Linked DNA regions of Mus musculus: all the other regions are linked to region 3. Evidence: chromatin contacts called from public HiCAR-type, HiChIP or PLAC-seq and promoter capture Hi-C data. All regions are on one chromosome and are shown on one strand. The core of a region is the stretch at or near the end of the contact, and the rest is flanking DNA. Distances in the headings are between cores, read along the strand shown. Region 1 has its middle 12 kb from the start of Gm51499. Region 2 holds the start of Ikzf5 (IKAROS family zinc finger 5). Region 3 holds the start of Ate1 (arginyltransferase 1). Region 4 holds the start of Pstk (phosphoseryl-tRNA kinase). Region 5 overlaps Gm33248 (a long non-coding RNA gene). Region 6 has its middle 20 kb from the start of Gm33323. Region 7 holds the start of Wdr11 (WD repeat domain 11).

Region 1 (3,375 bases), core at 210-2,709, 880 kb after region 3:
AGCAAGGCCAAGCAGAGGCCTCCTCCCACCCTCAGCCAGGAGACAGAAGTGTTTGAACTACCAATCTTCTGAAGGTTCTGAGACATTCCACTTACCCACTGTGGGTCAATGGAGGTAGACTGGCTCTCAAGAGCATGATCACAAAGGACTACAAACTTGGTGGCTTCAGTGCACAGAACCTGGCCTCCCCACCCTGCAGGCAGAAGTCTGAAGCTCCCATGAACAGCTGGGCTCCCTGCAGAGGCGCCTTCCTTGTTTCTTCCTAGATTATTATGATATGCTTGGTGCTGCTTGGCTCCTGACAGTATACCATGAATCTTGCTCTCTGTCACAGCAAGGCCTCTTCGCACATAGCTTCGTTCTCTCTGCTTGTAAGGATACCATGCAAAGGAATATGGTCCACACAGATCACAGGCTCCATCTCCTTTCGATCTTTGCTGATCAAGCTCTTGCTTGTGAGGCTAAGGTTGTCTACAGAGCATATGCCTACCAGGATTCTCACGTGGAAGTTGACCCTGGGCCTAAGAATAGAGTTCAGGATTGGAAGGACTGGCAGCCACTGCAGCCCCACTCAAGGGGAAAATGGACCATGCTGCCCCTTTGCCATCCCTCACTGACGTTATAATTGAAAACAGAGGGACTCTCCAGTAGCAGAGCTAAGGTTCCAAAGTCCTTGACCAAGGAGCAGAGCTGACTCCGAGGAACGGTAGTGTGGTTTTTAAGCCAACAGGTACTGTTTCAGCTCCCTCTAAGCATCTGGTACTCATCTAAAAGAAAAATAAGGATGAAGAGAGAGCGTGGGCATGCAGTGGTTTCTGCACACAAGGAGAACACCCAAACCACAGTGGTCTCAGTTATTCCGCTTTGCAAATAGGTCTTCCAATGTCCAAACTGCCACACAAAGGTTTGAGAAATGCTTTGCAAGCCCTTCTTTCCTGCCAACAGCACATGCCTGACCTGCAGTTCTCCATCCTGGCCCAGCTAGCTTCAGACTATCTTGCTTCTTCCTCAACTGACTCCCTAAAGGAGAGCATTGGGTCAGACCCCCTCAGTTTCCCCTGCTTTAGAGAGCTGGAGTGTAGAGATGGCTGGGGCTGGGTGTTGCATGTACCAGGTCTTCATTCTCTTTTGTCCCTTACCAGCAGGGTGACCAACCGCTCCTGTTTGCCAGGGAATATCTGAACTTTAGGATTGAAAGTCTGGTGTCCCAAGAAACTCAACATGAGGATTCAGGGCAGTGTGTCACCTGTGTCTCTTCACTCTACAGTGCTGTGTGAGTCAGGTGACACAAGGACAGGCTTCACCTGGGAGGCTGAGGTTAGGAGGCAGGCAGGATGCACTCACCTGTGCTCACTCTCCTTTGCCTGCCCTGAGCTCCTGCCAGGCCTCTGGACCTCCTCTCTTCTCTAGCTGCTTTGAGAGGGGACCTTGGATCCTGGGCATATTCCTAGCAAGCGACAGATGCAGTGTTGCCGAGGGAACTGGGCAGGCAGGTCAGGACCGGGCAGGGTACACGCTACTCTGAAGTCTGTAGGGCTATCTCGAACAAGAGGTACTGAGAATGTTCTGTGGGACTTTGTGGGAAGGTTCAGGGCTGGTTAGACTGTTGGGGAAAATCAAATTGATGTTTTGGTTTGAATATGGCGTGATCTTCATCAGCTTGTGTGTTGGAAGACCCTGTCCCTAGCTGTGGCACAGGCTACAGGAAGGTCGTGAAACCTCTAGGTGGAGTCTCATTGGAGGAAGTGGGGGAAGTCCTGGAAGTTTTAGAATAGGATTTCTAAAACTATTTCCTGCCTACACTAGACATCCTATGGACACAGTGTGACCTCCTGCCTCATGTCTTTGTACCCCGAAATGGTGGGCCCAAACAAGGTCTCCCATCCCATAAGTTGTTTATCAGTTTTTTTGTCACAGCACTGAGACAAGAACAGATACAATAATACTTCTCTATGGATTTCAGGGACGCCAGCATAAAATGACAGATCATTTCCTTCTGATGAAAGTGTGTACCTATCTCTGCATTCATCAACAGCATGCTTGTTAAACTAAGCAGACCAGGCACTCACTATATTTTCTGAGAATTGACTTCAATAAAATACCATGTGCATTTCGGTAAAGGAAATGAAATATAACAAGGAAGGGATGATTACCAGGCAGGAGAAAAAGAGAAACTTCTGAAATATGATTAGGCATTTATAAGTGTTCTGCCAAGTCAAAGAACACTTACCAAAGCCCAGTCATATGGGAAGGCTCTATTACCTTGTGTAAGACTACACTGATGCTGGCTGGTCTCAGATGCCCCACTTTCAGCAGTAAGCTCAGGTGAGCCTTCCCTGGGCCAAAGCGCACAGTCCTATCAGGGGCTCCTCAGCTATCAGCTGAGAGTCCTAATCATGATTCAAATCCAGCCCCACTCTGCCCAGTTCCCCATAAACTCGGTCACACCAAGCATGTAATGGAGTTCACCCTTTTATTGGGATCTGAGAGTCCTGGAGAGGGAGAGCACACAGGGTGTGGATAACACTGTCCCAGGCCAGGGCAGAGAACTGCCAGTTACACTTTGGACTGAGGGCACTGGGAAGGAGAAATCAGCAGGACTCAGATTCTGTTGAACAGTTAAGTTCCTTTCCTGTGTGTTGACGGAAAGTTGACGGATATACTTCTTCTAGTGACATACATTAGGAAACATGTGCTGGCTAGTCCTATGTCAACTCGACACACAAGTTATCTGAGAGGAGGGAGCTCTAACTGAGAAAATGCCTCCATAAAATCTCACTGTAATGCACTTTCTTCATTAGTGATTGATGAGAGAGGGCCACACCCACTGTGAATGGTGCCACCCCTGGGCTGATGGTCCTGGATTCTATAAGAAAGCAAAGCTGAGCAAACCACAGGAATAAGCCAGTAAGCAATGCCCCTCCGTGGTCTCTGCATCAGCTCCTGCCTCCAGATTTCTGCCCTGCTTGAATTCCTGTCCTGACTTCCTTCAATGATGAACTGTATTGTGGAAGTGTAAGCGAAATGAACCCTTTCCCCTCCAGCTTGCTTTTTGGTCATGGTGTTTTGTTGCAGCAATAGAAACCCTGAGACACAGCACGAATAACACAGAAAATGTAGGGTAACTAACATGAAACAACAGAACTGTACCTCTGCCACAGCCGTGTGAACTTGGGACTTTTGGGGCTCAGCAAGCTTTTGAAAAACTAGATGCCCACTCCAGAGTTATAACAATCAAATGTGTTCTGGAGTCTAGTTCTGAAGTGGTGATTCACCAAAGCTCCTAGCAGCCGACAGGTACAAGGCATGTTGGTTATAAAGCAGTCCCAGCCTAGTTCACTAAAGTTACCGGCCGGATCTAGAAAGAAGCAAGGA
Region 2 (3,102 bases), core at 450-2,949, 890 kb before region 3:
GTAAGAGAGACTGGAAGCTGGAAGAGCACCAAGGGCTTGTAGGCTAGAAAAACAAAGGGTGGCCAAACTCAACAACCCAGACAAGTCTGCTGGCTACATTATTATTAAGCAACAATTATTAAACAGTATTAAATAATAATCACAAGAACCCATTTCTAATCCTTTGTGACAATACACTAACACAACTTTATTAATTTCCTAAACACCCCAAGCTTGTAAAACAATAAAATAACGTTAATTATCTACAATGTGAGGCAAAGAGGTGCAGACTTGCTTCACCGTTTACAAGCTACTTCCTCTCATCAGTAGCTTGTAAAACCGGGAATAAATACTGCAGGATTTTGATTGCTCGCCAGAATAATGGGTGAGACTTGAGACTTAACATCTGCCCGAGGAAATTTTAAGATTACTATTTAGCTGGAGGGTTTCCAGCTAACTACAACCACAGCAAAGGCACCCAACTGTCCTTTCACTTCAAAGTTAGCTAAATGGGCTCGTCAATCGCCTAAGTAGAGAAACATCCTCCAGGAAAGCTGTCTCTTTCAGGCACCTGAAGAAATAGCACCAAGTCCAGCTAACGTAGGTTTGCTCATGGTTCAACCCATTGCCCCCTCTGACTGGTCAGAGTGTCTTCTGTTATTCTGACAGATGCTGTCATCTGCACTGTACTGTGTGTCCTAATTCCAAGCTCAGGAAATCCGAGAGAGCAAAGGGAGGCCAGAAACATCCTGGTGAGACAAGAGGCTGGCCTCAGACCAAGTTTGAGGAAGAGGACTAGAATGGGCTTTTGGGCTCCTCAGAATCTAAGGGAGCTGGTCAGATCCCCGCAGTGAGATAAAGCCTAAGAAATTCCTTCCCTGAATGGTTAAGACCCAGAAATATGAGAGGTCCCTTCCAGCTGGGCTGCTGAAGGGAAGAGAGTGTCAATAGGCTCGACAAGCAGGCCTAGATTTTAGTCATTAAAAATCATCATTATCGGTTGGGTGATGGTGGCGCACGCCTTTAATCCCAGCACTCGGGAGGCAGAGGCAGGCAGATTTCTGAGTTCGAGGCCAGCCTGCTCTACAGAGTGAGTTCCAGGACACCCAGGGCTATACAGAGAAACCCTGTCTCGAAAAAAAAAAAAAACAAAACAAAAACAAAAACAAAAAAAACCCCAAAAAACAAAACAAAAAAATCATCATCATCATCCGGGGAAATGTGGCATGAGCTGGGACGGATCCTGAAGGAAAACCAGACGGAGGTGAAGGGTCTGTGGAGACCCAGCCCCAGGCTCAGCCCCCTCCACCAGCCTCCCAGACCCCCAGCCCATTAGGAAAAGATGACGTCGCCAGGAATCAGTGTGGCCACAGGCCTCCTGAGACGGTCGCTTCGACCGACCCCACTCACCAGCCCGCCCATACGCCACAGCTGGAGCGCAGAGACCGCCATCCTCGCTTCGGGCAGGGTGGCCCTGTTAAGCTCGCAAGGCTTTCCACGAACCCTTGCGCAAGACTCCCTCGGCCTGGCAAGCTCGGGCCCTGCCCACTCCGAGCATCCGCCCCTCACACACCCCTTTGAGTCCCCGCCCACTGCCGCCTACGGAACCCCAGGAGAGACATAATTCTCTCCTTGCTCCCTGCAGCACGCTCACGCGAGACTTGGGCAAGGCGTGGGGCGGGCGGGAAGGGAGCGGAGACACAACAAATATGGCGGCTACAGCTGCGACGCTGACGAACGCTGAGGCGGTGGCGGTGGCGGCGACGGCAGTGAAAAGGGCTGTGGGGATTCCTCGGTGCGGTTGTCAGGAGGTGAGTCACGGGGGGCGGTCAGCTTCCACGGCGGCGCTACGGTTACTCAGGGCACGTTGACGGAATGGCGGAAGGTAAAGTGCCGGGTTCATTGCTAGCCGGCTAACACCGCTTTCGCCTTGGCCACAGCGGAGGGTCCTGCGTGCCCCGTGGGCTGCCAGCGTGGTGACTCGGGACTCTCTTGGGCTCGTAAGTGACTGGGTGCGCCGCCCGGAGGCTCGCGAGCGAGTCGGCGCCGTCGGGCCGCAGCTCGGAGCTCAGGGTGGGGAGCTGTCTCCGGCTTTGACAGGTGGCGATCGCAGGGAGCATCCCTGTGTAGTGCATTCTCGGGGTGCCAAAGTCGACCCCAGCAACCCCGGTGTATCCTGGATAGGGTGTTAACCCCGGGCTGCTGTTGGGAAGGAGTTTTCTTTCTCTCATGACCTGGCGTCTACTGCCTGTACTTTCCAATGTTGGGAACAGGTGAGGCTGGGGAGGATCTTCCGACTCATTCAAGATTTCTGTCCCCGATCGATTCATCATCGATCGACTGTCGGGAATGTTCTTGGATGCTCAATGTGGCTCCTCCTCAGCTAAGCGTCCAAGTGCTGTCTGTCTAACTGTAGATCCTAAGTATAGTCAGTGGTAGCTGCCAGTAACCACATGGCCTCTTTAATGACTCCTTTGTGTGCTGGTCAGAACCGGACAGAGGAGTGAGAACGGACATGAAGACTTCTGAAGTTGTGAGGTCCAGGGAAATTACACTTAGAAGACACAGCATGAAAACAGCTGCTTAAAACATCTGGACTACTTGTAAGACTTTGTCTTGAGTTTATGTTGTCTTCAGCACAGCTGAGGATGAACGTTTTCTTGGAAGTTCCTTGCGGGGGAACTGGGATGTTTGAAGTTCTTTTCCTGTAAGGGTCCCGTGTTTCCCAGGAAACCGTAACTGTTGTACTGTGGGACACTGAAGATGGGCTTCAGATATGCCGTGGTTGAGTCCTGGTGGTTGTTACATATATTTCCCTGGCGATAGAGCTAATGTACTTTTATGTGCAACTGGACTTATTCAGCAACATTAAGCCTGGCATCTCTTGAAATTAGCATATTATATATGAATGGCATTGAAGTTTTTTTGTTAAAAGTAAATGACCAGTGGCAACATGATAGTAACACAAATGGCTAGGATGTAATTGTGGGCCACCAAGCTTGCCCTTGCTTTTTTTTTTTTTTTTCAGTTAATGATAATGACACACAAATTATGTTATTAACTTGTTACTAAGCCTGTAGTCCCTAGCAAAGTTTTCACTTACGTGTCTTTCTTTGCAGACTT
Region 3 (3,320 bases), core at 169-2,668:
ACGTATTCAAGGGTCTGTCTTAATGCTCTTTCACCTAGTTCCATACAGGAAGCGGGCCCTGGAACAGCACGGAAGTGTGACCTTTTACCTGTATACTGGCAGGGAGCAGGGTCTGGAATTTGTGGTATTTAGGGCTTCTTAGGAGGCTGGAGTTGAGGCTGTATTTTTCCATCCTTTCAATCTTACATGAGTGGCTCAGAATTGTCTGCCCGTCAAGGTTTCAGGGTCTACAATGCCTTCTGGATGCCTCCAGCATTGGATGAAGGTTGTACACATATCTACTTGCAGGCTAAACACCCACAAACATAATTAAAAAAAAAAGTTTCCTGATTGCACTTTCTAGACACTGCAAAAAGGAATTCACCATATTGTCGACTATGGAAATTATGCCAGACAGACTTAAACATCTGTGTACGCAGAGGAGAAAGCTAAGGAATATTATCTTGGTAGGAGCATGCCTTTATTTTTACACTTTGCCTCACAACCTCATTCCCTAAAACACGTTCTTTGCAAATTGGAGACCCATGGAGTGAATTCAGATTATGTAAATGTTCAGCCTGAAGAGTTAAAAATTCTTTTTGAGTGATATTTAAAACTCCCTTTAAAAGAGGAAAGTGTCGCTTCGTCATTGGACATTCCGCTCTAGCAGAGTTGTTTGGATTCTAGATCCCTCTCTATCAAGCCAGCTCCGGCTCCTCGTTCCTCACAGGTGGTCAGGCGCAGAACTCGAGGTTAACCTTCAACTACAGAGCGCAAATGACCGGGTGAATCCCAACCTGGAGCCTCAGTTTCCCTATCTGTAAAGCGGGCTGAGAGATCGCGTCAGTGACAAGGACTGCTGTTGACTGGACAAGTAACCTGCTGGCCACTAAACACTGGGTTCCGAGACGCACCCCTGCAACCCAGGCTGGCGGCCAGTGGCCTGACCGGGGATCGGCGGAGAGCCGCGAACCCGGCAACCCCCGCGCTCTCGGCCCTTCCCCGAGGTTCCCCGCGCTGAGAGGCGTGGCCGCTCCTCAAGCCCACAGCGGCGGCCATGGCCTCGGTGGTGGAATACAAGGGCCTGAAGGCCGGCTACTACTGCGGCTACTGCGAGTCCAGGGAGGGCAAGACGTCGTGTGGTGAGTGTCCCGCCGTCCAGGTCGCCTTTACCGGCTTCAGCCAGGCTCTCGCTACGTCCTGGCAGGCCTGCCGCGCGGGTTGAGGCCGTTGGTCACCCGACTCCAGCTTCCCGGTCCCATTGGTCTCTCCTCAGCCGGCTTCCTTTCCATCCCGGTCTTCCCGCCCTCGCCCTCCCTAGGGGGTAGCCGCCCCTCACAGAGGAGGAACGGAACTAGCGGACGGCTGCCCGCAGTCAACATGGCGCGGGCGGCGTCAGTGACGTAGGGCGTCCGGTCCTTCCAGCCCGGGAGCACTCGAGTGGCTTCGCGCGATCTTCGGAGGCGCGCGCGTTGCATTGTGGGGTGGTGGAGGCGAAGGCGGCGGTAGCGGCGGCTGCGTAGGACTGGGTGGCGCAGCGGCGGCGGGGTCGCGGACATGGCTTCTTGGAGCGCGCCTTCACCTAGCCTTGTAGAGTATTTTGAGGGCCAGACCTCCTTCCAGTGTGGCTACTGCAAGAACAAGTTGGGCAGTCGCTCCTATGGTGAGCGAGCTCGGCCGGCGGGCGTGTGCTTCGGGCTCTGTGAGGGTCTTGGGTGGCCGCAGCCTGGGGGAGCGTCGTGAAGAGCCGGGTGTCCTCCACCCTTGCTCCCTCAGCGGCTGCTCTGGGAGACGGGAAGGGAGATGGGGAGGCTCCTGGGAGCTGACGGCCGCCCTGCATCCATCCCCGCGGCAGCCGAGGCCCCCTGCTGCATGTGTAGAGGGGCGTGTGCGTGCACACCTGTTCGCTGTCATTTTGGAGAAAGTGTCTGGGAGAACGTACTGGAAACCGAGATCGGCTTGATATTTTGATAAAATACCTGCTCGACTTTTTTTTTAAATCAGGGATTTATACCATGTCATTGTGCCAATCCATCTTGAAGACCGTAATAACGGTGTTCCTTCAGGCTTTAGGTTTCTTTTCTTTTTATTTTATTTTATTTTTCTGGCTTTTCGAGACAAACGTTTTCTGTGTAGCTCTGGCTGTCCTGGAATCCACTCTGTAGACCAGGCTGGCCTGGAATTCAGAGATCCGCCTGCCCCTGCCTCCCGAGGGTCTGGGATCAAAGGTGTGCATCACCACCGGGCTAGGATTCAGGTTTCTTACGGAAGATTTGTTTGTAAGCCGAATATGTACTTATTGTCTGCCGTGTCATGATCGGCAAATACAGAATCTAGGATGGATGGTTTAGAATAATCCTGCAGGTGGAAGCAAGGTAACTTGACTATAAATTTAGGTTAGAGATTTACCCGTTTTGAAAGACAGTTTAGTGGTTTGGCTGTGCACGGGATTTTGGTTTATGGATGCATTAAAAGTGTTTATTAGGAGAAAGTGTATTATTAGGTGAACCGCGGCCTTGGGTAGACAGTTATACAATCGTTAGATGCACGGATTACGAAGACCAGTTAAGTGAAAAAAACGCTTGGAGCATAGGGTTAAATAAACAGGATGCAGATGACAGCCGAGTACACGTGACAGCTGAGAGGAATACGGTCCAATAAAGCCCAAATAAGGCCAAGAAAGCACATCAAATGACAGTGGCTCACTTTGAGTGATAGAGATACTATTCTTTTTCAGAATTTTTATATTCTGACTATAATATTTGCCAGTATTATGTGACTGAAACATATTTTAATAGGGAGGACCTTACTACCCCTACCCCTAGTAATTTCGTATTAGAGAAAATTGGACAATATAAATATTTTGTGCTTCAAGATTTGTTGAAGAACAGTTTTATCATCTAGAAAGATAACTATAAATTCCCAGCATTTCAGTTTTCGTCTTTCCTGTAAGGCACTCTTCTGTTGGGTGACTGTTGTAGGAACTCTTGTTATATCTGAGTGGCCTCAGAACTACAGAGGATTCCTTTGAGGCTCAGAATAACTTGTTGGTGTCAGCGAGTGACTAGTCACTAGTTTTGCTTTGGATTGCTGTGATAACCACCATGATCAAGTGCAGTTTGGGGAGGAAAGGGCTTATTTCGTCTTAGAGCTTTCGCTCCATTGAGAAGTCAGGGCAAGAAGTGGAGGCAGGAAGGAACCTTGGGGCAGGAACTGAAATGAAGGTTATAGAACTGGTATGCTAACATTTTTACTGGAACTTGACACCATTTCTCCCCTCCTCGCTTGCCACTCTATAAAGCATGTTTCTATATATAGCTGGTACAATTTCTTCAGGAAGA
Region 4 (3,344 bases), core at 319-2,818, 850 kb before region 3:
ATGGTGAGAGGAGAGTGGTTCTGCAGTCAAGACTGGAGGAGATACAAAAGGGCAGGAGAGGAGCCCTGCTCTTGCCCTATCTACAAAAAAGTACCCCAGATTAACCCAGAGAAGGAAATGTGTGTCACTGCCTAAAGGGTGGAGATTTTCTAACCACACTGACCAAATAAGGCCTGGGGTGGGGGGCGGGGGAGGGAGTGGAGAAAATAAAAATGCAGTAATAAAGGCGAAGGCAAGCCAATCCTCATCAGTAACCATTATCTTCCTCCAACGTGGCGGGAGTCCTACCTACAAGTTACCCAATTACAATGCTGTTGTTGTCCTCAGAGCCAAAGCAGAAGCGGCATCTTCTGATGAAGAAATACATGTTTCCCACATTCCAAATACACTGAGGCTTTGCATATACTTATCTTTGTGTGCGGGTACTCTGAATATACTTAGAAAATGTAGTCATCCTATTTGCCTTAAATTCATGTAACTTTTCTACACCTGAGCACTAAGCAACAAATGTAACAATTTAAGATGTCAGGAGATATCTGCTTTAGAGTTAAGTATGCAACTGGAGACCGGACTCTATTGCCATGTAGTCGGCTTCCAGCAGGGGTGCACCTCACTGGGGTGTAAATGCAAGGATTAAGGAGTATATACTTGGCACATACAATTCAAGCTTATCACTCCACCTGGCTGTCAACCAAGAAATCACCACGTTTTTCAATACTATTGGCAGACCAGGCCCTTGGTTTGGTAAAACTTTCCTGGAGGGACCTAGCAATTTTGTTATTTATCACTTGTATTCTTTATTCTCATGGGGAGTTCCAAAATGGTACAGAGCTACAGAGCTCCAGTCCTACAGATTCTGGTTTTAACCTTTTTTTTTTTTTTTAAAGATCCCTTTCTTTGCCTAGGTCCTAGGCGCTACGGAGAAACTACCAAGGGATTATTATCAGGGTGTATCTGCCTAGGATGTCTACCTTGTACACTAAATGTAAAACTTCACTCTGCCTTAGGACTCTTGTACGGGAGGGGTCTGGGTGATCCTTGAGCTCGGGAGTTTGAGACTAACCCAGACAACATAGCTAGGCCTTATCTTAAAGCTCCACTGCATAGAATATGCAGTATGTGAACGTACCAAATTTGGCATAAACACCTCTACAAAGCTCTGACCATATTATTCCGAAAAAGGTCTACAGAGCGGAGCTAGCCAGCTCCCCTAGCCACCGGCTCCGGTCAGGCTTCCCTTCCCACCCAGGCACTGCAGGATCCACCCACAGCCTCACCGCCTGGGCCGAGCCTGCAAACCCGTCCGCCCCCACCCGATGCTGACCCGAGGCTGTGTGCCATCGCAGTCCGGGAGCGCAAGAGGCAGCACATCGTCGTAGGAGAGGACGCCCACGGCCCAACCCCGCTCCCGCCGCAGGCGGAGGGCCAGCGCACGTGCAAAAGTCGACTTTCCGGCCGCCGGCAAGCCGCAGAGGACGCACAGTCCTAGTTTGGGCTGTCCGTCTCTGCGAGTGGCCCCACGAGCCGCCGCGGTCTTCATGCCCTTGCTGCAGTCTCCAGAAACCTTTGCGCCGGGTGCGCAGGCGCAGTGCCCCAGCACCACGCCGCGCCCTCTGGCGACGTTGAGGAGGAGCAACAAGCGAGGATGCGAGTCCAGAGAAGATGCCTTAGTCCAGGCTGCTACTCAGGTGGCCCTCTGGACCTTGTGAATAACATGTGTCAGCTGTCCCTGACCCTAGTACCCTAGGCCAGGTGTCCTTGGCGCTTCTTTTCATACTTTCTGGACACTTTAAGGGTCCCAGAGTTGGGTTTACTCCAGATGTTATCAACTTCCCTGCCCCACCTTCAAGCCATTAGGGTTTCCTGTTTGGTTTGGTTACGTTGGGCATCCTCTGTACAAAGAGAGACTAGAAACCTTTAAAGGAAGGCTTTGAAAGGTAAAGTGCGGGACATCAAATAGGCGGTGAAGCGAGGACAGCATATTTCTCTCTCTCTTTCTGGGCTTGAAGGGAGCAATGGTTGAATATTCCTGAGTCCTGGGCTGCCAGGTGGCAGCTAGTGGGAAGAAATAGGACCGGAAATGCACATCCTTATCCCCAATACATGCTGGCAGAAAACTCGGATTATAGAATTTTTTTTTTTTGTAAATATTAGCGAGCTTGGAGTTGGGGTATGATCCCAGCACTCAGAAAGGAGCTGCGCATAGGAGCATAGCAGCACACAGGAGGAGCAAGAGTTTGAGGCAAGCCTGTGCTACAGGAGACTGTGTCAAACTCTTTACCCTTCCTAAAAACACAGACTGACAGACCTCAGAGAACTACCAAATAAAAATGTGTGAGAGGGGTGTGGTATAAGAAAAATAAGCTTTTATGGTACTTTTTATTCATAAAAGATGTGTTCAAACTGTAGTCATCACTCAAGAACAAAATCAGTGCGTGCTGAAGTGAACTACAGCTGACATAAGAAGGGTGGTACATGCCTCTGGAGGGGCAGTAAGGAGAGTCATGGTAAGTTCAAGGCCAGCTTGGTCTACAAAGAGAATACAAGACCAATCAGAGCTACAGTGTGAGTGAGACCTGTTCTCAAAAGACCAAACAAAAATAAGAAGCAAAACCCAGAGGAGAATTGGCTGCTAAGTGTGGTGTGGTGCATGATGAAGTGCATAACGTTCTCTGTCTCTCTTGGTTGGAGAGGAAAAGCTCTTCCTCTCACATGGTTGCCATTGGCCCAATACAAGGGCCTATCCTAAACCATTTGCTTCTCTTCATCCTTCTCCATACCCACACAAGTTTCCTTGGTTTTTCAGGCAACAAAATCATGGCTATTTTGGGAGAATATATATGTGTATATATATATAATATATTTAATATGAAATATTATATATATATAACACATTCAACTAATTCTTAACAAATCCTTTATTCTTGAGAATTCCACACAGGTATACAATGTAATATGAATTTATTTATCCCTACTATTTTCTTCTTCTACCATGTACCATGTCAGAAGGTGTGAATAGCAAAGCTGCTTGTGCCTGTAACCCAACATTTCAGGTTGGAGACAGGTGTACCCAGAGAGCTGTGAAAACCCGGGTGAAACCCCATCTCAAGGCAACCGACAGGAATGGCTTCCCTCTGCCCTCTGTATGCACTTGTGTAACTGGACACACCCCGTCAAATGCTTGTACCATGAACATACACTATATTTCCCTACACGATGTTCAAGTTTACATCGAGGTTCACTTTTCAATTGTATATTCTTAGTTGTACTTTGAAGTGATAGCAAAACCCAAGGCTTCACATATACTCAATAATTCCATCAACTGAGCAGTAATGTCTAGAAAT
Region 5 (3,043 bases), core at 181-2,680, 840 kb after region 3:
CCTGGTGGCATGAGACTGTAATCCTAGTTGCTAGGAAAACTACTTCAGGAGAATTACAAGTTCAATGCCCAGGCAGCTTAGGGAGACCTGTCTCAAAATAAAAAGGACTGAGGGCAGGGAGTGACACTGAGTATGAATCTTGGTGCTGTACCAGCATGCTTGAGGTGTAGGTTTGGTCCGCAGTGAAGGAAGGAGGGGAAATGAGAGAGAGAATCAAGTGAAGAAAAATAGAAATAAGGAAAAAGAGAAAAAGAAAAATGGTGTGTGGGGGGAGAGGCAAGACCACACACACACATACAAACACACAGACATACACACACACATATACACACATACATACACACATACACATATACACACATGCATATACACACACATACAAACACACAGACATACACACACATACACATAAATACACACATACATACACACACATATACACACACATACATACACACACATACACATATACATACACACATACACATATACACACATACATACACATGCACATGCATACACACATACATACATACACACATACATTCATACACACACACATATATACACACACATACACATATACATACACACATACACATATACACACATACACACATATACATACATACATACACATATACATAAACATACATATATACACATGTACAACCACACACAGATACACACATACATATATACACACATGCACACACATATACATAAACATAAACATATATATATATATATATATATACATAGATAGATAGATAGATAGATACATGTACACCCACACACAGATACACACATACATATACACACATATATACACATAAACACATATGTACACATATACATACATATACACATACACACACACAGACACACAAACATACACAGAGAGAGCGAGAGAGAGAGACAGAGAGAGAGACACTAGTATATAACTGCTAATTTAATTCTAACGGTGTGCCATTTGCAGGTAAGAGGGTTAGGACCAAGATAGTAGTGACTTTACAAGGATTTTGGAAGCCTAGGCTGTAAGAGACACCCACCCAACCACTCACACAGAACCTTGTCTAGCATAGAGCCCAGGAATAACCAGAGCCAAGAGACTGCACTGTGCCCAGCTGAGATGGGCCAGTGGGAACCCTTGGCCAGAGAGCATCATCTGCTAACACTGTCTCGCCTTCAGTCTCCTCCCCATCTGGCTCCAGGAAGAAAGGCAGAGGCTGAAGGCCCCATCCCTCTCTGCACCCACTGCCCTCAAGTCCTCTGTGGCACCAGGAAGGGGTTAACATGGGACTTTGTCACTGCATAAATCTGTATTTATCTGCCACAAAGTAAGCTATTTAGGTTTCTGATTTACAGTCCTTGGTTTTCATCAAAGTCAGTCATTCCCAGTAAAAGAATGCGGGCAAGATTTATAGGATCTGCGTTAGTCTTTAAAGCCCAAAGCTGCACTGTGACTCATTCTCCATAATGTTGTTGCTCTAGTCCAGAGATATTCGTGTGCAAAGAGAAAGATTCAGATCTCTGCCCTGAAAAATAAGACTTTTGGGGGGAACTAATTATAATGGCGTCAATTGTACTACGTTGTAAACTCGCCGTCAGCAGGCCCCCCTGGAGTCTGTTTTCCAAGGGTTTTATTTCCACAATAAAATGTGCTCTGGTTTGCAGCTTGGCATATAAGACCTCCACTGGTATGAGCGAATGTTTTTTTCCTACCAGATTATTAGAAATAAACAGCCCACCAGTGGAAAGGCAAAAAAAAAATTATAAGCAAGGAAAATAAATCTTGGAATGTTTGCATTTAGTGATGTTAATAGAGTCTGTGAATTAGCTGCACAGTCCAACTGGCTACATGGAGCCAGCCTGGTATTTTTATTTTAATTTCGGTTTGTGTTTTGCCAGTGTGAAATGGGGTCAAGGCAAGACAGAATGGAAAAAGACTTTGATGTCCCTTTGAAAAATATTTTGTACTGTGACTTCACGGCATTTGCTGTTCGTCTTCCCCTTGTGTCCCCAGCCTCCAGCTTGATGAGCCGCCTGTCAGATCCATGACCATCACACATAATAAAATGTAGCCATCATCAACAAACCTCTTTCCAACTTCCTCCCCTCCCCCTCCCGCTTCCCCAACAACTATGTCAGAACTGGAGGCAGAATGGCTCACGACGTAAAGTGAAAATGCCAATCAAGATAACCATGAGAGATAGAGGAAAAGAGCCTCGTAAACTTTCTCCAGAACTAAGCCAAAGAGAAGGACCCAAGTGCAAGAGGAGGGGTGGAGCAGAGGTCATATGGAGTGGGCTGCTGTGCCAGTCCAAATAGCCTAGGTTAGGGGTGAAGGCTTGCCAGGGGGGCTGCAAGAACGAACAATGGTACAGCCTGGTCAAGAAGAATGACAGAGAGTGTAGTCCCAGAATAAATTCAAATCTTCCTTCCTGGTGTTGGAGGGTTCATTCAGACTTTCTGTGGGGAAGACTTAGAGGGATAGAGCTACAGTGTTGGCTGCAGACCTACAGTGAGTGGGTCGGATGAAGGTCACTTGGCTGGGACAGGTCAGGGAGCAGGTGAGGTGAGAGCATAGAGAACAACTCCAGTGTTCTATGCCGGGTCTGTTTGTGCCTCAGTGTGGCTGGGACCCAAGGTTTCCCTGGGCCTCTTCCTTAGCTCACCTCCTCTTCCCCCCCACCTACCCCCAAGACAGGGTTTCTCTGTGTAGCCCTGGCTGTCCTGAAACTCACTCTGTAGACCAGGCTGGCCTTGAACTCAGAAATCCACCTGCCTCTGCCTCCCAAGTGCTGGGATTAAAGGCGTGCACCACTACCGCCCATCTAGCTCACCTCCTCTGAACATTCCTGTGAAGCCCTGTGGTAGGTTTTTCTCAGTGATGGACAAACTCAGTGTCCACCGGTACCCATAGGACAAAGAACATGCACACGGCGGGCTACGGCATAGCATCTAGAAAATGACAAGTGCTAAAAGGATCGATTGGCACAAGACATGAGACACCAAGTTGTCAGCACAAAGATTTGTTTGC
Region 6 (3,225 bases), core at 535-3,034, 780 kb after region 3:
ATGGGGTGGTATATACGTGTGTGTGTGTGTGTGTGTGTGTGTGTGTGTGTATGTGTGTGTGTGTGCATTTATGTGTGCTTGTGTGTGTGCATCTGTGTGTACATATGTATATGTGTGCATGCCTGCATGTACACACTAGTTCTCACACATGTCAGAGGAGGACTTTGGAAGCCCTGCTTTATTATTCTATGCTGTGTTTCCTTGAGGAAGCATCTCTCACTCAACATGAAGCAAGGCTGTCACCTAGCAAGCCCTGGAAATCCACAGTGCCAGGGTTTTAGGCACCCAGCTTTCCTTTTTAACAAGAATACTGGGGACCATTCCCAGCTCAGCTCTTCATGCCTACACAGAAGGCATTCTTATCCACCTTCCCACATCCTCAGATTTGGGGATGAGAATTATGGAACACTATGTAGCAGTTAGAGAATTGCTGCAATGTTAGATTAACGTGTGCATAACCCTCCTTGAGATGTTTACAACAGATAGAGCACACCAGCAATGGGGTCCCCACCAACCCTATCACGTGCTGTCCATTGGTTCACAGAATGACACCCAGGTGTTTTGAATGGACAATGTATTGATTGGAGCTGTCCTGCTCACAGTAGGAATGCATTTATTGAAGCTGTCCTGCGCATAGTAGGGTGGTTGCATTTTTACTTACTGATGATAATAGCACCCTGGGCTCTTTCTCCCAGTTGAGACAGAAAAATAGAAATCTCTCCCAATACGGTGAAGTATCTCTTGGTTGAAACTCTGTGCTGCACCTAGGAAATGAATCTTTGCCTCTGTTTTCCAAAAAAGACGAAATCTCAGAGCCATTGTGGCAGTCACAGTGGTAACTCCCTGGCCCTAATCATTTTCTTGGCTCAAGCCCAAACACCTTAAAAGATTCTGGAGTTGTTAAGGTATACAGTTTCACCCGTTATTGAGCGTCTTAGACATGCACAGCAGTCTTGAAATAGAAATATTTCCTATTCTTGAAGAAGAAGAAAACAAAGCAGAGTTGAAACATACTTCAGTTGGAGAAGCATACACAAAATCCCCAGGAACAGAATGTGCACAGCGTTCCTCTCACTGAGCGCCAGATAGAGTTATAATTTCACACACCAAGGTAGTTCGTCACATTGTAACATTCATGGGTCTTAGTTTATTTAAACCTCAGGGGCAAACATAGCACATTTCTAAACATTATGGGTTTTGACGAACTGCTGACTGCCGGTGCACTGGAGAAATGGTAAAACTCACCAAGGTGCAATCCTAGCTTGCCTTGGAGCACGTGTTTATGTCGTGAGTCAGCTTGGTATCCCTGTAACTGGCTGAAGGGTGCTCATCTGCACAGGATTTAAACTCTCAAACTTGCTGGAGAAAAATGGCCAACAGTTTAGAGTGTGGCTGCCTCAGCCTCAACCAAAGATGAGAACAAAGAATCCATCTTTAAACGAATTCCAAACCGCAGCAGCCCTGTCTTTTGCCACATGAATTATCTGAGTTATTGAGGCTGGCTCCAGTGTCAAGCCGGCTACGTTGCCTTAATGTATTTATTTAACCCAGACTGCTGCGGAGAAGGCAAGCCCACCTCAGCACGCAAAGAGCTGTGACAAAGAGAACATTCAGACTGATTCCGGCTGGGGTAACGAACTGTCAGGAACTCAGGGAAGGGGATGGTGATGCAGGGCCAGCACAAAGCTCTGCTTTATCCCTCCTTAGCATCAGACCCGCTCAGCAGTGTGGCAAACTGCTGCTCCCTGGACCAACCAGGATGGCAGATCTAAGGAAAGCCCTGATGGCAGGCAGACCATGCAAGTGTGTGCCTTCAGCTGCTTCACATTTCTACATCGAGGCTAAATGCACAGAGATGTAGCTTCTGAATAAAATCGCCAGAAGCCAATTATCTACACCGTGAATCCAGGCAGCAGTCTGGCCCAGTCTGCTTGCAGGTCACGCGCAGATAATAATGACCAACCTCACTCCACATCAGAGGAAGGATCCTCTGGTGTCTCGTGGGTTACCTTCGAGTACCAGGTCCTCTAATTATAATGACTTTAGAGATGGCACATCCACAGAGCAGAGTCTGAATGAGGGTAATCCTAGATAATGGTACACAGTTTGCTTTTTGTCTCAGTTAGTAGATTTGGCTTTTAGAAAGCAGATCAATGGATTTGGGCAAACACAGGAGACCAGCTACAATGTGAGACAGCCCCATCTTTTTTTCAAACACAACTGAGATGGCCTCCACCCCCCCCTTGATTCTTTTGATTAGGAATATTCTTCCCAATGCAAATGACATAGTTCTGTAGCCTTAGCAATATGGCAGTGAGCTTTCCAATGCAAAAGACAGGGATAATTGTTTTGTTTTGTTTTGTTTTATTTTTAATTACATCTATGTCCCAGCCACTAGCTACTGCATTACTATTCAATCTTTAAACCTGTGGGCAAGATCATTTCCATGTTATAGATGAGGATTGTGAGCCTGCAAGTCACATAGGCAGGACATCAGTCACGGCTGAGATGTGAGCCTGGGTAGTTAGGTGTAGCATCTGTATTTCTGGACACCACTGGATATAGCAAGTGTAATTGGCTCAGGCAGCTACAGTGGTCATAATGGCAGAGAGGGGCCTGAAGGCTGGTTTGGACACAGTGGTAACCTCAGGTACAAGGAAGCTTTAGGGCCTGTGTTCTACCTAGCTTATGTCTGCACCCGTCTTGGTCCTCTCATCTCTACTTCTTAGATGTTTGTCTCATTCACATCTACAGCAAGTACATCCTTCCTAAGCTTCAACTGAGCACGGAACCACTGGCAGGGGAGCCTCTTCCTGACTTTCTCACCCCCGGTCTCCTGCCTCACTTGGTACCCCAGTGACATATGCCTCCCTGTCTCTATATGTCTTTCCATATGACCCCAAGTTTGACTTTGGTCATGTGAGAAGCCCTCCAGTTGAAGGGATGTTAGCAGAGGAGACGCATGCATGCTAAGTCTGAAAGAGAATAGTCATACTTCTGTTCCCACTCCAAGAACTCTGCTGGGCCACAAGAGCACTCCAGGGTAGTGTGCCGAGGGCTGACAAACCTTGAGGGCAGAATCAATTTACTCTATTGTCCCCTACAACAGCCAGGGTACTTCCTCGCCAAGACAGGAAGAACTGTTCACATAAACCTAGACTGAATCACCAACCAACCAACAGGCCCATGAGCTGGACCAATGGCCCTAAGCCTCTACAGTTTGAT
Region 7 (3,027 bases), core at 250-2,749, 930 kb after region 3:
ACAGTTACACTTTATATTTTCTTAGCACATGGTAGTCAGTGTTCAAAACTAATGGATGAGGGGGTGCTATGGTAAATGACAGAACTGGTATTTCCACTCACCTTTTCAAAGTGCCCCAGAACTAGCACTTAACAATGTATTCTGGATTGACATTAAGTCATGGGTATGTAAATGCTAGGCAACCCTAGATAATTGTATTTATATCTATGACTTAATGAGAACCTGATGACGTATTAAACTTGAGGTTATGGGGCTGATGTGTGACTTAACTTACCTTAACAATATCAGCTTTATGTTTTTCTAGAACTTGTAGAGTTTGGGCAGTATTGGAATCGATCACTACCACCAGTGAATGGCATCCATATGCAATTAAACCTTGCCAGCCCCTGGCGAAACAAGTGTTAAAATATAAAACAAAGCGACTCAACTTTGCCTATCATAAACAAATCTAGTTCACATGTGCCATTATTAGTAGTACTTCTTAAAGTGAAAGGCTTGTGATATTGTTCCATTTACAAAACACCCCCAGCTAAGTTTACAAATATTTATTGAGACTCATTTTCACTCAGATCAACAGTTCTAAAAGATATCTACAAAGAGCTCTGATGTGCAAAACCAATCTGGGCTGGTTTTGTATGAACACATGCTGTCTTATTCAGCATTTAATAACATTTATTTTTTATAACAACATAGAATCCACAATGCCCCTAGGATGAGTGACTAGTCTTAGTCCTTTCAATCAGATAAAAAAGTACATGAGAGGTCTCAGCCTCCGCAGCAACATTCCTAGCACAACAGTAATAGGATTTGCCTCACATGGTTAGTTCTCAGAACCTGGGTGTTATTTCACTGTGGAAAGAGAACTGGCTGTGGAGGCCGTGCTTCACGGGAACCAGTAAAGATAAAAGTGGGAGTAGGTAAGTGACAGGACACAGTTTGGGGCATTGTTGAATGCATCTAAGTGAAAAAGAGGAGTCTGAAAGAGTAAGAAAGAGTCAGGACCAGGAAGAGAAAAGGAGACAAGGAGAGAAGCCCTCCCGGGTGCAGGCTGGGGAAGAGGAAATGGGGACAGTAAAGGAATGAGATGCGGAGAAAGAACCCAGGACTGAAACTGTCTGCACCGAGGACCTGCCGGCTCCAGGCATTTGCGACTTATAGGACAACACAAATGTCTCAACTAAAAGCAAATCTGCGAGCTGTGGGACGCTGGCCGCGGTCTAGGCGAGGAAAACCGGAAGCCCAGTGTTCTTCCCCGTCCCCTCGCGAACTGCGGCCGAGGCCGGAAGCACTGCCCTCACCAGTCCACCGCCGCCTTGTTGTGCGCGTTGAGAGCCCCGGTGAGGGTGCGCGCTGACACCTTGAAGTTTACGGTGTAGGGTAACATCGCGGCGGCACCCCGGCCCTCCCCACCGGCAGGCAGGAAGCGACACGAGCAGCTCTTCCGTTCCAAAGTCCGGGTAGTCGCGTCCGCGCCAGCAGTTGGGTTCCGTGAAATCCCAGGTTCCTCCTTCCAATAGTCCGTCGTCTCTCCAGGAACTAGGACTTCTAGGTTCCTCCCTCTCCAAAGTTCCGAAACTCAAGTGAATCCCATGGAGTGTGGGTTGGAGCTAAGCATGGAAGAGGGGTTCTGCTACCAGTCGCATCTGCTTTCTTCCTTTTGGGAGAAAGATTGCTGGAAATCGTGAAAACAAAACAATAAAACTCCCAGTTTGCTTTTCTGCCTTTGATATGTTAATTTAGGGCAACTACCATTGCCAGCCACTGTTTGTTGTAGAAGGGTCCTGCATGAGAAGACACAGTGACTGTCTACTCACTAATGCTCACTAATGTTTGTTCTCTTTTTATTATGTGATAACTATCCTGGCTAATAGGGTTTGCATAACTCGCTCCCAAAGGACCATGTATTAAAAAACGTGATTTTCCCTACTTTAGGAAGAAGGGCCCATTGGGAGGTTTTTAGATCACTAGGAGAAGCGCCCAGGTTGGGGTGGGAGGTGCTGTTGAAGGGAATTGTTGGACCCTGGTCTTTTCCTCCTTATTTTTTGTGGCCCATGAAGTGAAAGGTTTTGCCATCTTGCTGTGCATCGTCACCATGGTATAGGTTCAAGAACAATGGGGCAAACCAGGCATGGACTAGAAGCTCCGAGATATTGTCCTTTAGAGACTGAGTATCTCGGGTGCTTGTTTCAGATTTGGAAATCTGGCCAACACACAAGTGAGGTGAGGAAGACTCAGTGAGTAAAGATGTTGAGTGTCTTTTAGCAGCAATTTAGCCATTTGTAATTATTTTTAAAAATACCCTATTGGGATATTTTAGCTCACTTTGTCTTTTCACTTCTGAGTTATAAGTATTCTTCGTTTATTATAAATTGAAGTTCCTTTTCATATATATATACATATATAATGTTTATTAAAATATACAAAAGTATGTGTTGAATAAACATATAATATAGAAATATATTTTATGATATGTATATTATATGATATATAGCACAATACATTATAGAAATTATATATTATAATATGTAGTATTATAAAATATACATACATAATATAAATACATACTATGTTTATATATAGATTATATTACAATATTTATATATAAGATTTATATTAAAACATATAAGATGTATATAAAAAAACCACTGTCGTTCCATAAATGTCAACATGAACCTTGAGTCAATTGGCTACGCAAATATTCCCAGCAAAGTCAAAGGCTGCAGTTAAGAGGACTTAAGTGTGTTCTCCAGCACCAGAGTGAGACAGCTCACAACCACCTGTAATTCCAACTCCCAGGGTTCACACCCTTCTAGACTCTAGTGCTCCTGCTCCTACACAAGAACATACCCTCACATAAACACATAGTTGAAATGAAAGGAAATCTTAAAAAATGATGAAATGAAACAAATGTTGGTAAGTTGTTCTTTTGATATTCTTTACTATATATGTAGATTTCATCTGTATTTTTAGTTACTGAAACTGCATAGCATGATGACTCTTGGAACCCTGCTGATAGTCCTGCTCAGT

The links. Promoter capture Hi-C pulls out the DNA fragments that hold promoters and counts their contacts. HiCAR-type assays count read pairs that join an accessible place to other places. HiChIP or PLAC-seq counts read pairs in DNA pulled down with a chosen protein or histone mark.
Region 1: a contact with region 3 is called in an H3K4me3 HiChIP or PLAC-seq map of embryonic limb bud, with 11 times the contacts expected there. The contact joins the enhancer-like site here to the promoter of Ate1 in region 3. A contact is called at or near these places in 15 of 39 promoter capture datasets (the 3T3-L1 cell line, 3T3-L1-derived adipocytes, the HPC-7 cell line and 10 more), 1 of 15 datasets of contacts at CTCF or cohesin (the NIH/3T3 cell line), 1 of 484 Hi-C or Micro-C datasets (adipose-derived mesenchymal stem cells), 22 of 115 datasets of contacts at active chromatin or transcription factors (the 230-238 cell line, the NIH/3T3 cell line, SST interneurons and 18 more) and 3 of 9 other capture datasets (adipose tissue, embryonic stem cells and liver).
Region 2: an H3K4me3 HiChIP or PLAC-seq map of bone marrow-derived macrophages shows a contact between it and region 3, with 5 times the contacts expected there. The contact joins the promoter of Ikzf5 here to the promoter of Ate1 in region 3. A contact is called at or near these places in 2 of 484 Hi-C or Micro-C datasets (CD4 T cells and uterus), 1 of 115 datasets of contacts at active chromatin or transcription factors (bone marrow-derived macrophages) and 2 of 9 other capture datasets (liver and macrophages).
Region 4: a contact with region 3 is called in an H3K4me3 HiChIP or PLAC-seq map of bone marrow-derived macrophages, with 6 times the contacts expected there. The contact joins the promoter of Pstk here to the promoter of Ate1 in region 3. A contact is called at or near these places in 2 of 484 Hi-C or Micro-C datasets (the G1E-ER4 cell line and muscle stem cells), 5 of 115 datasets of contacts at active chromatin or transcription factors (astrocytes, bone marrow-derived macrophages, extraembryonic endoderm stem cells and 2 more) and 2 of 9 other capture datasets (adipose tissue and liver).
Region 5: a contact with region 3 is called in an H3K4me3 HiChIP or PLAC-seq map of embryonic limb bud, with 4 times the contacts expected there. The contact joins the enhancer-like site here to the promoter of Ate1 in region 3. A contact is called at or near these places in 9 of 115 datasets of contacts at active chromatin or transcription factors (the NIH/3T3 cell line, embryonic basal ganglia, embryonic forebrain and 6 more) and 1 of 9 other capture datasets (adipose tissue).
Region 6: a contact with region 3 is called in a promoter capture Hi-C map of second pharyngeal arch cranial neural crest, with 6 times the contacts expected there. The contact joins the enhancer-like site here to the promoter of Ate1 in region 3. A contact is called at or near these places in 5 of 39 promoter capture datasets (cranial neural crest, hippocampal neurons, maxillary cranial neural crest and 2 more), 2 of 115 datasets of contacts at active chromatin or transcription factors (astrocytes and embryonic forebrain) and 2 of 9 other capture datasets (adipose tissue and embryonic trunk).
Region 7: a contact with region 3 is called in a HiCAR-type map of astrocytes, with 5 times the contacts expected there. The contact joins the promoter of Wdr11 here to the promoter of Ate1 in region 3. A contact is called at or near these places in 12 of 39 promoter capture datasets (the 3T3-L1 cell line, the C10 cell line, the HPC-7 cell line and 8 more), 2 of 484 Hi-C or Micro-C datasets (cortical neurons and embryonic stem cells), 10 of 115 datasets of contacts at active chromatin or transcription factors (the 230-238 cell line, T-cell acute lymphoblastic leukemia, astrocytes and 7 more) and 4 of 9 other capture datasets (adipose tissue, liver, macrophages and 1 more).

The regions. Positions count from the first base shown.
Region 1 is chr7:129,637,270-129,640,644 of GRCm38.p6, reverse strand. No RefSeq gene overlaps it. Among named protein-coding and RNA genes, the nearest start is that of Gm51499, 12 kb to the left of the region's middle. Within about 2 kb of position 1,459, at least 7 of the 459 cell types and tissues checked have an H3K27ac peak or open chromatin away from gene starts, as enhancers often do.
Region 2 is chr7:131,409,075-131,412,176 of GRCm38.p6, reverse strand. Ikzf5 (IKAROS family zinc finger 5) reads left to right here and starts at 1,699. Exons shown (of 4, transcript NM_175115.4): 1 at 1,699-1,790. It overlaps Acadsb (acyl-Coenzyme A dehydrogenase, short/branched chain), which reads right to left and starts at 1,576. Exons shown (of 11, transcript NM_025826.4): 1 at 1,390-1,576. The coding sequence starts at 1,431.
Region 3 is chr7:130,517,678-130,520,997 of GRCm38.p6, reverse strand. It overlaps Ate1 (arginyltransferase 1), which reads left to right and starts at 1,418. Exons shown (of 12, transcript NM_013799.3): 1 at 1,418-1,642. The coding sequence starts at 1,537. Gm4275 (putative uncharacterized protein ZNRD1-AS1) reads right to left here and starts at 1,407. Exons shown (of 4, transcript XR_869987.2): 1 at 1,153-1,407.
Region 4 is chr7:131,369,370-131,372,713 of GRCm38.p6, reverse strand. Pstk (phosphoseryl-tRNA kinase) reads right to left here and starts at 1,568. Exons shown (of 6, transcript NM_001039534.1): 1 at 1,325-1,568. The coding sequence starts at 1,540.
Region 5 is chr7:129,677,643-129,680,685 of GRCm38.p6, reverse strand. The region is part of intron 2 of Gm33248 (a long non-coding RNA gene); the gene reads right to left. Among named protein-coding and RNA genes, the nearest start is that of Gm33248, 12 kb to the right of the region's middle. Within about 2 kb of position 1,430, at least 34 of the 459 cell types and tissues checked have an H3K27ac peak or open chromatin away from gene starts, as enhancers often do. A contact at or near this core is called in embryonic limb bud and neural tube, where this site is marked.
Region 6 is chr7:129,742,865-129,746,089 of GRCm38.p6, reverse strand. No RefSeq gene overlaps it. Among named protein-coding and RNA genes, the nearest start is that of Gm33323, 20 kb to the left of the region's middle. RefSeq lists an enhancer at 1,102-2,649. Within about 2 kb of position 1,784, at least 46 of the 459 cell types and tissues checked have an H3K27ac peak or open chromatin away from gene starts, as enhancers often do. A contact at or near this core is called in embryonic forebrain and second pharyngeal arch cranial neural crest, where this site is marked.
Region 7 is chr7:129,590,335-129,593,361 of GRCm38.p6, reverse strand. Wdr11 (WD repeat domain 11) reads right to left here and starts at 1,499. Exons shown (of 29, transcript NM_172255.3): 1 at 1,299-1,499; 2 at 275-386. The coding sequence starts at 1,384.